Linked DNA regions of Macaca mulatta: region 2 is linked to region 1. A link is a contact called in public Hi-C data. All regions are on one chromosome and are shown on one strand. The core of a region is the stretch at or near the end of the contact, and the rest is flanking DNA. Distances in the headings are between cores, read along the strand shown.

What was found. Hi-C and Micro-C count contacts between places; a contact is called where the count stands out from the background.
Region 2: a Hi-C map of fetal cortex germinal zone shows a contact between it and region 1, with 4 times the contacts expected there. The contact joins the promoter of SSBP1 here to the promoter of AGK in region 1. A contact is called at or near these places in 2 of 14 Hi-C or Micro-C datasets (blood and fetal cortex germinal zone).

What each region holds. Positions count from the first base shown.
Region 1 is chr3:181,371,428-181,376,427 of T2T-MMU8v2.0, forward strand. It overlaps AGK (acylglycerol kinase), which reads left to right and starts at 2,900. Exons shown (of 16, transcript NM_001260561.1): 1 at 2,900-2,933. LOC114677135 (a long non-coding RNA gene) reads right to left here and starts at 2,836. Exons shown (of 4, transcript XR_013415655.1): 1 at 2,649-2,836; 2 at 940-992.
Region 2 is chr3:181,562,483-181,567,482 of T2T-MMU8v2.0, forward strand. SSBP1 (single stranded DNA binding protein 1) reads left to right here and starts at 1,913. Exons shown (of 6, transcript NM_001266152.1): 1 at 1,913-1,979; 2 at 4,945-5,000. The coding sequence starts at 1,956. It overlaps LOC144339993 (a long non-coding RNA gene), which reads right to left and starts at 962. Exons shown (of 3, transcript XR_013415656.1): 1 at 229-962.

The DNA.
Region 1 (5,000 bases), core at 1,650-4,149:
CCTCCCAGGTTCAAGCGATTCTCCTGTCTTAGCCTCCCACGTAGCTGGGATTACAGACACCTGCCACCACGCTTGGCTAATTTTTGTAATTTTAGTAGAGTCATGGTTTCACCATGTTGGCCAGGCTGGTCTTGAACTCCGACCTCAGGCAATCCACCCGCCTCGGCCTCCCCAAGTGCTGGGATTACAGGCTTGAGCCACCGCACCCAGCCTAACAGAAGCTCTTGGGGCTGCCTAAGTCAGACTGTCAGGTTTCTGTTGGGCTGCAGGAACCCATTAAGGGCTGGCTAGAGCTTGAGCCTGATTATGCTGGAATCTGAATGCATCCTCATAAAATGGGATTTGGAAGAGAGCAGAACTGGTATAGGTCTCCAACACTCCGACCTACACATCTGCCTGCAGGTGTGTATTCAGATTCCCTCCATCTCCTATATTTCCATCCTTCTTATAAAAATACAGGATGCATAGCAGAAATAAGTGATGCAGACTAAAAATATTACCATCATTCAAGAAAGGGGCAGGTCAACAAGGATGTGGCTATCAGGAAAGGCTGCGTGAAGGGGAGCTATGCAGGAAGGATGTGATTAGGATGGGCAGAGAGGAGGAATGGGGACACTGGAGGTTTGTGTGGGACTTCATAAATGGTGGACAGAAATAATTTAAATACTGATTCACTAAAAGTATTTAAATATCAACCTGTCACCCAGGTCGAATTCTCCAGGAAGCATATTCTAAGACAGTGTGTACTAATTCGTTTCTTGTGGCTGCTGTAATAAGTTACTACATACTTAGCAGCATAAAACGACAAACTTTTATTATCTTATAATTCTGGAGGTCAGAAGTCTAAAATGGTCCTCAGGGTTGCATTCCTTCTGGCTCTAGGGGAAAATCCACAGGCAAACATACAAGCATGAGCACATTCCATGTGGTCATACTCACATTCACACGTGATGCAGATGTCCCAGCCATGATGGATCTGGTCTTTAGGGGCCCTGAAGAACGGAAATGAGTACAGAACTCCCTATTCATATAATCCAAAACAAAATCAGCCCCAAAACAACACCAGCAAAAAGCATACATATGTGTGAAGTTAAAAAAAAATTCTTTCTAGATTGTTCTGATTGGACAATTACGGAAAGTTCATCAAAGCTGACCTTTTCTTATTTGGGGAACCACTTTCATGCTGAAGCCCTAAAGCATATGCTGAGTCTGAACCTTGGAACATCAGCATCAAGTCTCAGATTTTTCTAGCCTGCAGGTGAGCAGCTCAGCAGCTTATCTCCACACATAAACGCTTTAGATAGTTGGAAAAGAAGAACTGAAAATAATGGTCTTCCATACTCTATGACAACATTTTAAAGCTAGAAGGGTTTTTAAAAATGGTAATGTTCTCAGTCCCCTAGTTTACAGGTAGAGACTCAGGAGAGAGGGCTAGAAAGTTCTTGCTACTAAATAGTGTGACCCAGTGAGGACTGGTGCACCCTGGCATAAGGAATAGGTTTACTGCACCATAACTTCATTGAATGTTTCCCCCCACCGCCTTTTTTTTGTTTTGTTTTTTGTTCTGAAGCATTCAACTAGGGGGACATAGGTAAGTCTACACGTAGGAAATGCGCAGACTCAAGCGCCATGGGGCAGGAACCATGAAGGGCATTGTACCTGAGCATATCCCCAGTGCCTGTTGCAGGGCCTAGCACACTTTCAAATGTTGGTTGACAGGCCGGGTGCTGTGGCTCAAGCGTATAATCCTAGCACTTTGGGAGGCCGAGGTCGGTGGATCACTTGAGGTCAGGAGTTCGAGACCAGCCTGGCCAACATGGCGAAACCCCCGTCTCTACTAAAAATGCAAAAAAATTTAGCTGGGCTTGTTGGCACACATCTGTAATCCCAATTACTCGGGAGGCTGAGGCATGAGAATTGCTTGAACCCGGGAAGCAGAGGTTGCAGTGAGCTGAGATTGTGCCACTGCACTAGAGCCTGAGAGAGTGAGACCCTGTCTTAAAAAAAAGTTGGCTGACTGAATGCTGGAAGGAAGAAGGACCTGGCTTGGTCCCCACCCACACCAATCTGGGGGGCGAGTACAGAGTGTAAACTGTCTGGAGGTTGGCATTGGCCTAGCTTCTCCGTTACTCTCTTGTTCTTTAGAATCCAATCAAGCACCTGTGGCCAGAGAGATGTGTAAAATGGAAACCAGTCCCACCAGTCCCTGACTGCACCCCCTCAATGCCTTCTCGCCCTGTTTAACGTCATGTCCAAACTCCTGGCCGCGGTGGCCTGTCTCCACCTCTCCAGCTTCCTCGCTTGGCTTGGCCTTTCTCCTTAGCTCTCTCTGCCTCACCCGCACCGGCCTGCAACTCGCCAGACTGCCCCAGGTTTCTGAGCTTCTGCACAGGCCCTTCCCTCTCCAGGCTCTCTCCCCTGGATCTTTGCTTCAGCTGCTCCTTCTTGACATTCAGGTCTCAGACCAATGGCCCCGTACTCAGAAGGCCTAGCACAGGCCGCCTAATTTCACGCAGTTCTCCCCCAACCCGCGCTGCCTTCCGTCACCCGTTTCATTTTCTTCATGGCACGGAGCACCATCTCCAACGGCCTTGTTCATTTAGTTAATTTATTTTCCGACTTAGTTCCAGGCGCTAAAGCAGTGTTACCTTGGCAGACTTCCCATCAAATATAATAATATTTGCAAAGGATGGATGGATGAAAGGAAGAATGAGCCAATCAACGAGGGAACGCGGGGAAAGGCAGCCTCAGGGCGGCAGGCCCTGCCACCCACACCGTCCCTGGGCATCCAAGCCGGTTCCCGCCCCCGGCCCGCGCGCGCTCGCAGACCCGCGGCGGAACCCGAGGGCAGCGGCAGCGGTTTCCCTTGAACGAGCCGGGGAATCTGGTGGGAGCACACAGGAAAGGCAGAGCCGCGAGCTGGACCAGCCGTGGTGAGTGCAGCGGCGTCCGGGCGGGGAGCGGAGTGCGGGGCGCTGGGAACGGGCGCGCGAGCGGGGTGGTAGTCGGGATGGGGGCCCGGGGCGCTGGGCGGAGCCTCTGGAGTCTCGCTGGGCCGAGAGCCTCGGGTACCCGAGCATCAGGCGTTGTGGGTGCAGGCGGCTGCGCGGCTTGAGGGTAGGGGGTGCGGGCCTGGCCGGCGCGGCGGGGGAGGGCCTCGCGCGGATCTCGTGGTCACTGCGGGAGTCAGCTGCCCTGGGTTCGAGTCCCAGAGCTGTTGCTAACTTGTGAACCCTCCCTCACTCCACCCCTTGGACTTCAGTATAGTCCTTTGCAAAATGGGGTCAATAGTATCCCATCCATTGATGGGATGGTTGGTTCATTCATTCTGGCGCTTTACTAGGTTCTGGTGCTGCAGATGGATAGACAGAACTTGCCCACGAGGGGTTCACTGTCTAGTGAGAAAAACATTTCCACCTGGATGCTCCACAGGCATGTCAAATTCAGTGTCTCTTAAACCGCACTACTCTTCTCCACAAACCTACCACTCAAATCTAAATGATTGGAATCACTATTCAATCAGTCACCCAAGCACAAAAACCTGGCTTGGTTCCTCCTCTCTCACTTCCTACAGTCAATGAACCACCAAGTGCTGCCAATTTCTACTTTCTAAAGCTTTCCAAATCCATCCTTTATCTTGGTTTGTTCTTTTAGGTGCCTAGAGATTATGGCAATAACTTCCTAATGGTTCTCTTTAGCTTTAATTTTAGCTTCTTCCAGTTCATTTTTCATTCTGCTACAAAGTGGTCTTTTAACAGTTCAAATATGATTATATCACCCACCTGCTTAAAGCTCATTAAAGGTTTTTCATTGTCTTCAAAATAATAGCCAAAGTCCTTAGTGTGGGTTCAAGGTGGTCTTTTCTAAACCCCCCGTGGTCCTCAATCCTTTATCTCTAAACCACTGTTTCTCAAAGTCTGGTATAGTGGTGACCTCCATTACAACCAACATGGGAGTACTTGTTAAAAGTGAAGATGACAGCTTAATTCCAAAACAAATGAGACTCTTTGGGGAGGGGGCAGTTTCCAGGATTCTGTGTTTTTAACAAGTCCTGCACTAAAGGTTGAGAACCCCTGTTCTAGACACTCCAATTTTTACTCTGCTGTTGATGGGGTACGGGACACACTGCCCCAAAATATGACTCGTTGGCATTAGAGGAAACAACTGAAGCAGGAAAGTCACTTTGTGGCTTTTCCACTCTTCTCCCCTGAAGCAGGCCAGGAAATAAGTCTTTGACCTTCTTCTGTATGAGACCCTCCTGTGAGAGGTGCTCATCCTATGAGTATAGGATCGAGGAAAGGAATGCCCTTATCTTTGAAGACACAGGTACACAGAGAAGAATCTGAACAAACAGGCCTTGCTAAGTTCTCCCTAGCGTATTACCGTGAGATCATACCCCCTTTTTCCAGTCATACTTCTCCACGGCCGTCCACTCTGCATCAAACCTAGCATAAAAATACATGAATTTACCCGTTTCTGGGTATTCATTTTCTTAGGAAGGTTCCTGTGTCGCCTAAAACTTACCTTAAATAAATATGTATGTTTTTCTCTTGTTAATCTCTCTCTTGTTATAGGGGTCTCAGCCATGAACCTAGTTCTCCCCTCACTACCTACGTATTTTTCTCTCAACACACTTTACTGTCATTTATGCCTTTGTACACTCTCAGTTTGGGCTACTGTAAAAAAAAAAAAAAAAAAAAAACCAAAAACTGGGTGGCTTAAACAACAGAAATTTAATTCTTACAGTTCTGGAGGCTGGAAGTCCAAAGTCAGGGCCAGTATGGTTGAGTGCTTGGTGATAGCCCTCTTCCTTGGTTTGTAGATATCTCTTCTTGCTGAGTCTAGTCTTATAAGGACACTAATCCCTTTCATGGGAGCCACTCTCATGACCCAATTATCTCCCGAAGGCTCTATCTCCTAATACCATCTCACTGGGGATAGGGCTTCTATATCAGCATTTTTGGGGAACACAGCATTCAGACAATAGCATCCACAAAGCT
Region 2 (5,000 bases), core at 663-3,162, 190 kb after region 1:
TTATAAACAGAGTGTAGCCTAAGTGTATAGTGTTTATGAAGTGTTTAGTGGGGTACAATAATGTCCTAGACCTTCGCGTTGGGTTACCACTCACTCACCCACTCACCCACAGCAACTTCTAATTCTCCAAGCTCCATTCATGGTAAGCGCCCCATACAATTTTTATCTTTTATACTGTATTTGTACTGTACCTTTTCCATGTTTACATATGTTTAGACACACACTTACCATGAATTACAATGGTCTGCGGTATTCAGCACAGTCCCATGCTGTCAGGTTTGCAGCCTGGAAGCAACAGGGCACACCAGTGACACAGCTGAGGTGTGTCGCAGGCTCTACCATTTAGGTCGTGAAAGTACATTCTATGGTGTCCGCACAGCAACGAAATCGCCTAATGACGCATTCCTCAGAACATTCCCTGTTGTTAAGCTACACACGACTCTTATTTTGTTCCTCCCGGATTTCTTGCATTAATTTTTACCTTTTAAAATATTACATTAAGATATTATTTGATTGCCAGTTTTTCTGGTGCTCCCTTAAATTTGACGGCCTGTCAGCCCTTCCCCGGCTCCCCTTTCTTTTTCTGCTTTTCTTAGTGCTTTAACAGGCCTGGAACGTTTTCTTTTTCTTTTTTTTCTTTAATTTTCTTCTTCTTCTTTTTTTTTTTTTTTTGAGACAAAGTCTCGCTCTGTTGCCCAGGCTGCAGTGCGGCGGTGCGTTCACCGCTCAATGCAGCCACGACCTCCAGGGCTCTGGTGATCCCCCGACCCCAGCCTCCCGAGTAGCTTGGACCCCAGGCGCGCGCCACCACGCCCAGCTAATTTTATACTTTTTGTAGAGACAGGGTCTCACTATGTCGCCTAGGCTGGTCACAAATCGTTTTCCTTTCTCCCCCCACAGGCAGAGCTAGTCTCTGTTTTGCCTACCTCGCCCCCTCCCGGGCACAGTTAGAAACCTCATCACAGAATTTCATTTAATTTGAACCTTGAAACCTTCCAAACTCACCACTTGGCGGCGTTGATCATCCTCCCGCGACCAAAGAGAAACTCGCGGAACTTCAGAGTTAAGGGGCGGCGTTTCCCACGGCGCTCGCCGGCAGTATTTCCAAGGCGCACGTTGTGGAGTTTCTGCTTCCTTTTTCCTCTCGCGAGCTTTGCGTTCCCTGTGCCCCGGAAGTGATCCCCTGGTTGGCTCGGCTGCTCGGGTTAGAGCGTCGGGTGAGGGAGGGATAGCAAGCGCTAAGCAAGTGGTGGAGTCCTGTGTTTTGGCTGCGCGTGATCCTGCGTGGGTCGGAAGGTGTTTCTGTAGGTGTCTGGCCCTTTCCTCAGTCGTGCCGAGGACTGCGTGATTTCTTCCCAGTTCTCCTCGGTTTTCAGGTGGTGGCGCCACCTCCGGTAAAGGGTGCCCACCTCTCCCCACGGTGTGGCTGGCTAGCCCGGGGATCTCTACGCTGCTTGGTCTTTGCTAACGGAGATGAAGGCAGTAATTTTTCAGCAACAGGTTTCAGATATAAGTCCCTTGGTGACGCTAATAGTTTTTGAGCCTTTACTATGCCTAAACTTTTTTAGAAGTTTAGAAAATGGCAGTGAATAAAGCAGATAAAAATCTGTGCCCTAGGGGAGCTTGCATTGTAATCAGATTTGAGAAGAAGTGGATTGGAAGTGGGATTAACTCACAATCAAAATTTTGTCTGGGTTGGAGGAAGAGGAAGTTGTTTGGGACCTAAATGACACAGGTGTGAGTTTATTTGGGAGGGAGGAAGGAATCCTCATCAGGTGTGCAGGAATGTTGGTACGTTGTGGTCACAAAATTGGAGTGCATAAGAATTATGAATGCAGTTAGGAATTTAGGACTGGTGAGTTGTGCTTTTGCCATAAGAAGTAATGTTTCTCATTTTGTTTTTTTCCTTTAGGAAGAGCCTAAAGATTAGACTGTAAGGAAAGAAAATAGAAGCCATGTTTCGAAGACCTGTGTTACAGGTAGTCACTTGTCTGTATTAATATTGAGATGTATTACTATCAGCGGTGATCAGAAGACTTCTTCAGGCTTTTAACTACAGGGCTAAAGACCTTTGAGCTCACCCACCCACCTCTGTACTCAACTGATACGGAGGATTGGTAGTGTAAATTTTGCCAGTGTAAATTATGTTCACTAAAACAAAAAAAAAGTTCAGGTTTATTCACATATGTAATAGGAATCATTAATTTTTAAAACGTGTGTGTGTTGCTTGAATTTAAGCAGTGAGAGAACATTATAGGTCTTTAGTGACCTAAAGACTGTAGGAATCATTGTTCCAACTTTTTTCTTAAGGCGTGTAGTTGCTTTTTTGACCGTCTACCTCCTGTGTTGCTAAACGTTCCTCTTCCCCCATCTTTCCACCCTGAAGAGAGCAGCTCAAGTCTGAATGGTCACCACAGATTTCACTATGTAGAAAATGCCTTCTCATTCCACTTAATATGGCTCCTCACTTTTCCAGTCACTCTAGCCCACCTTGAGCCAGTTTAGACTACCGTTTTTCCTCACTTACCACATTTGGGCACCAACTCCTGTAGATTCTTCTTTGGCTCTCCTACTCCCCATCCTCCTGTGAAGATCAATAAAGAATCAGTTCCTCCATGACTCTGTCATTTTTCCCACCTTAATCCTATATTCTTGGATCCCCCCTTTAACCTGTATGTATCTTTAATCTATTTTTTCTGTATTGAAATGTGAAACATAAAAAAGTTATTACTTAACACTAATGTTACAGTATTAAAATGTCTTTAAATAAGAGTTAAAAGTTTAATTTTAAAAAGTATCCAAGTTAAATAATCCTTTCCTAATCTTTTCCAGTAGGCTTTGATTTTTGTGTGCCCCAAATGAGACATTGTTATCATGTAAGATTTATGAGCTCTTGCTTGTCTGAGCACTGAAATGAGTACATTTCCAGAATCATGACACAGGTTCTCATTAGCAGTTTGATTCTATAGTATGTTGTACTCATATCTTTATTCTCTTACCCACACTGTGCCCCTAAGTTTAGTGATAGGATTAGATAGCCAACAGCACCCTGGGAATTGGTGTTTATTTGATTGGTGGGCTTCTGCTTTTTATATTAACAGTACTGCCACTTCGAAAATGTTTCTCTGATAGAATGGCTAGCTCTCTCAACTCTGTATTCAGTGATGTGTACTCCCATCTTTACAGTAGCTCTTGAAATTCAGGAGGCAGCAAGGGGCTTTGGGAAAGTAGTAGCATTGGTGTCAAAGGGCCTGGGCCTTGAGATCACTCGCCACATACTTCCTGCGGGATCTTGGGCAGGTTATGCAGTCTCTCCGAGGTTGTTTTCTCAGCTCTAAGTGGGGATAATTTTACATAACTTGTAGATTTAGTTTTATAATTGATTATAGATAAATCTCTTAGCTGATAGTAACCATTGCTGCTATTATGTGGTAGTGACTACCTTTTCCGACAATGATGTGATTTTGACTTGGACAGTCGAATCTTTGTGTTTAATCAAAGAACCAAATTTATTAGACCTTTTCTGATGCACTGAAAGCATGAAATTTCCCATGAAATATTTATAGAAATTGTATTAGGCTAAGCTCACTACTGAAGCTGTTTAATTTTTGCGATAACCTTGTGAAGTAGATATTACCTATCATAATTTTTGCTGATTTTAAAATGAAACACTTTAGGTTAATCATATTTGAGGCATCCTAATTCCTTTTAAGGTCTGAAGGAGCAACCGGGGGAAGGCAGTTACATAGACACAGGGAATCTGACTTTGGAATATGTTCCTGTTGCTGTGTCAGAAAGTCCCTCATGTGGTTAGTTCAAGAATGTATTGTTTTATTGGGATTTAACCTATTTCTCATTCTCTAAACCAGCAGACCCCAACCTTTTTGGCACCAGTAACTGGTTTCACGGAAGACAATTTTTCCCTGGAGGAGGCGGGTGCCGCGGGGATGGTTTGAGGATGAAACTTTTCTACCTCAGATCATCAGGCATTAGTTAGATTCTCATGAGCAGTGCACAGCCTCGATCCCTCGCATGAGCAGTTTATAATGGGGTTCGCACTCCTATGAGAATCTAACGCCCCTGCTCATCTGACAGGAGGCGGATCTCAGTAATGCTTGCTCACTGCTTGCCGCTCACCTCCTGCTGTGCAGCCGGGTTCCTAACAGGCTACAGACCTCTACTAGTCCTTGACCCGGGAGGCTGGGGATCCTCCTCTAAACTAGCTCATTGTTATGACTGAGAGTGAGGCTTTGCATTTATTCCACACCTCCTGACACTTGTTTGATCATTGCGTATGTTATTAATGAATCTACTTATTAAATTATTAATTATAAAACATCTCTTTTTACTCTCCTTTGGCCTAATGATGGATTAAATCAGTACCCATGTTGGATCTAAATTTCTTAATTTCTAAAGTCTACTGTAACCAAAATATAGTAATAATATAGCAGTTGTTTATACTAAAAAAAAAAAAATTAGAGGATGTATATATTGGATATATATAGTACTTTTTGTCTCTCCAGCTAATGAAAGCTGGATTTTGAAAATACTTGGCAGCAACTCTTAGGTACAGGTTGGATTTACAGATATTATCATACTCTGTAATGTTAAAGTCATATTATTTTGACTTTTCCTTTTGTGTGCAAACACAGAAGTGCCATAATCAGGGGGACTGTGGCAAAATAAACGGGAGTACTATAAAGTAACTCTTGAGCATGCCTTCTAGTACCTTCCCTGTACCTTTGGGCTTCTGCAGTAGGCTGCACTTGAAGTGTTTGCCGGGTCCTTCTGACACTCTTTTGGGAGAACATGAGAAGAGCTTCTCTTCTCTTCTGGAATTTACAGGAATTACTGACTACATGGTGAATGAATGTGAGTAATTCTTCCGTTGCTTTTGCCTTTCCTAAAAAATTAAAGCCATGTTACTCATTTGTTCTTCTTTAGGTACTTCGTCAGTTTGTAAGACATGAGTCCGAAACAAGTACCAGTTTGGTTCTTGA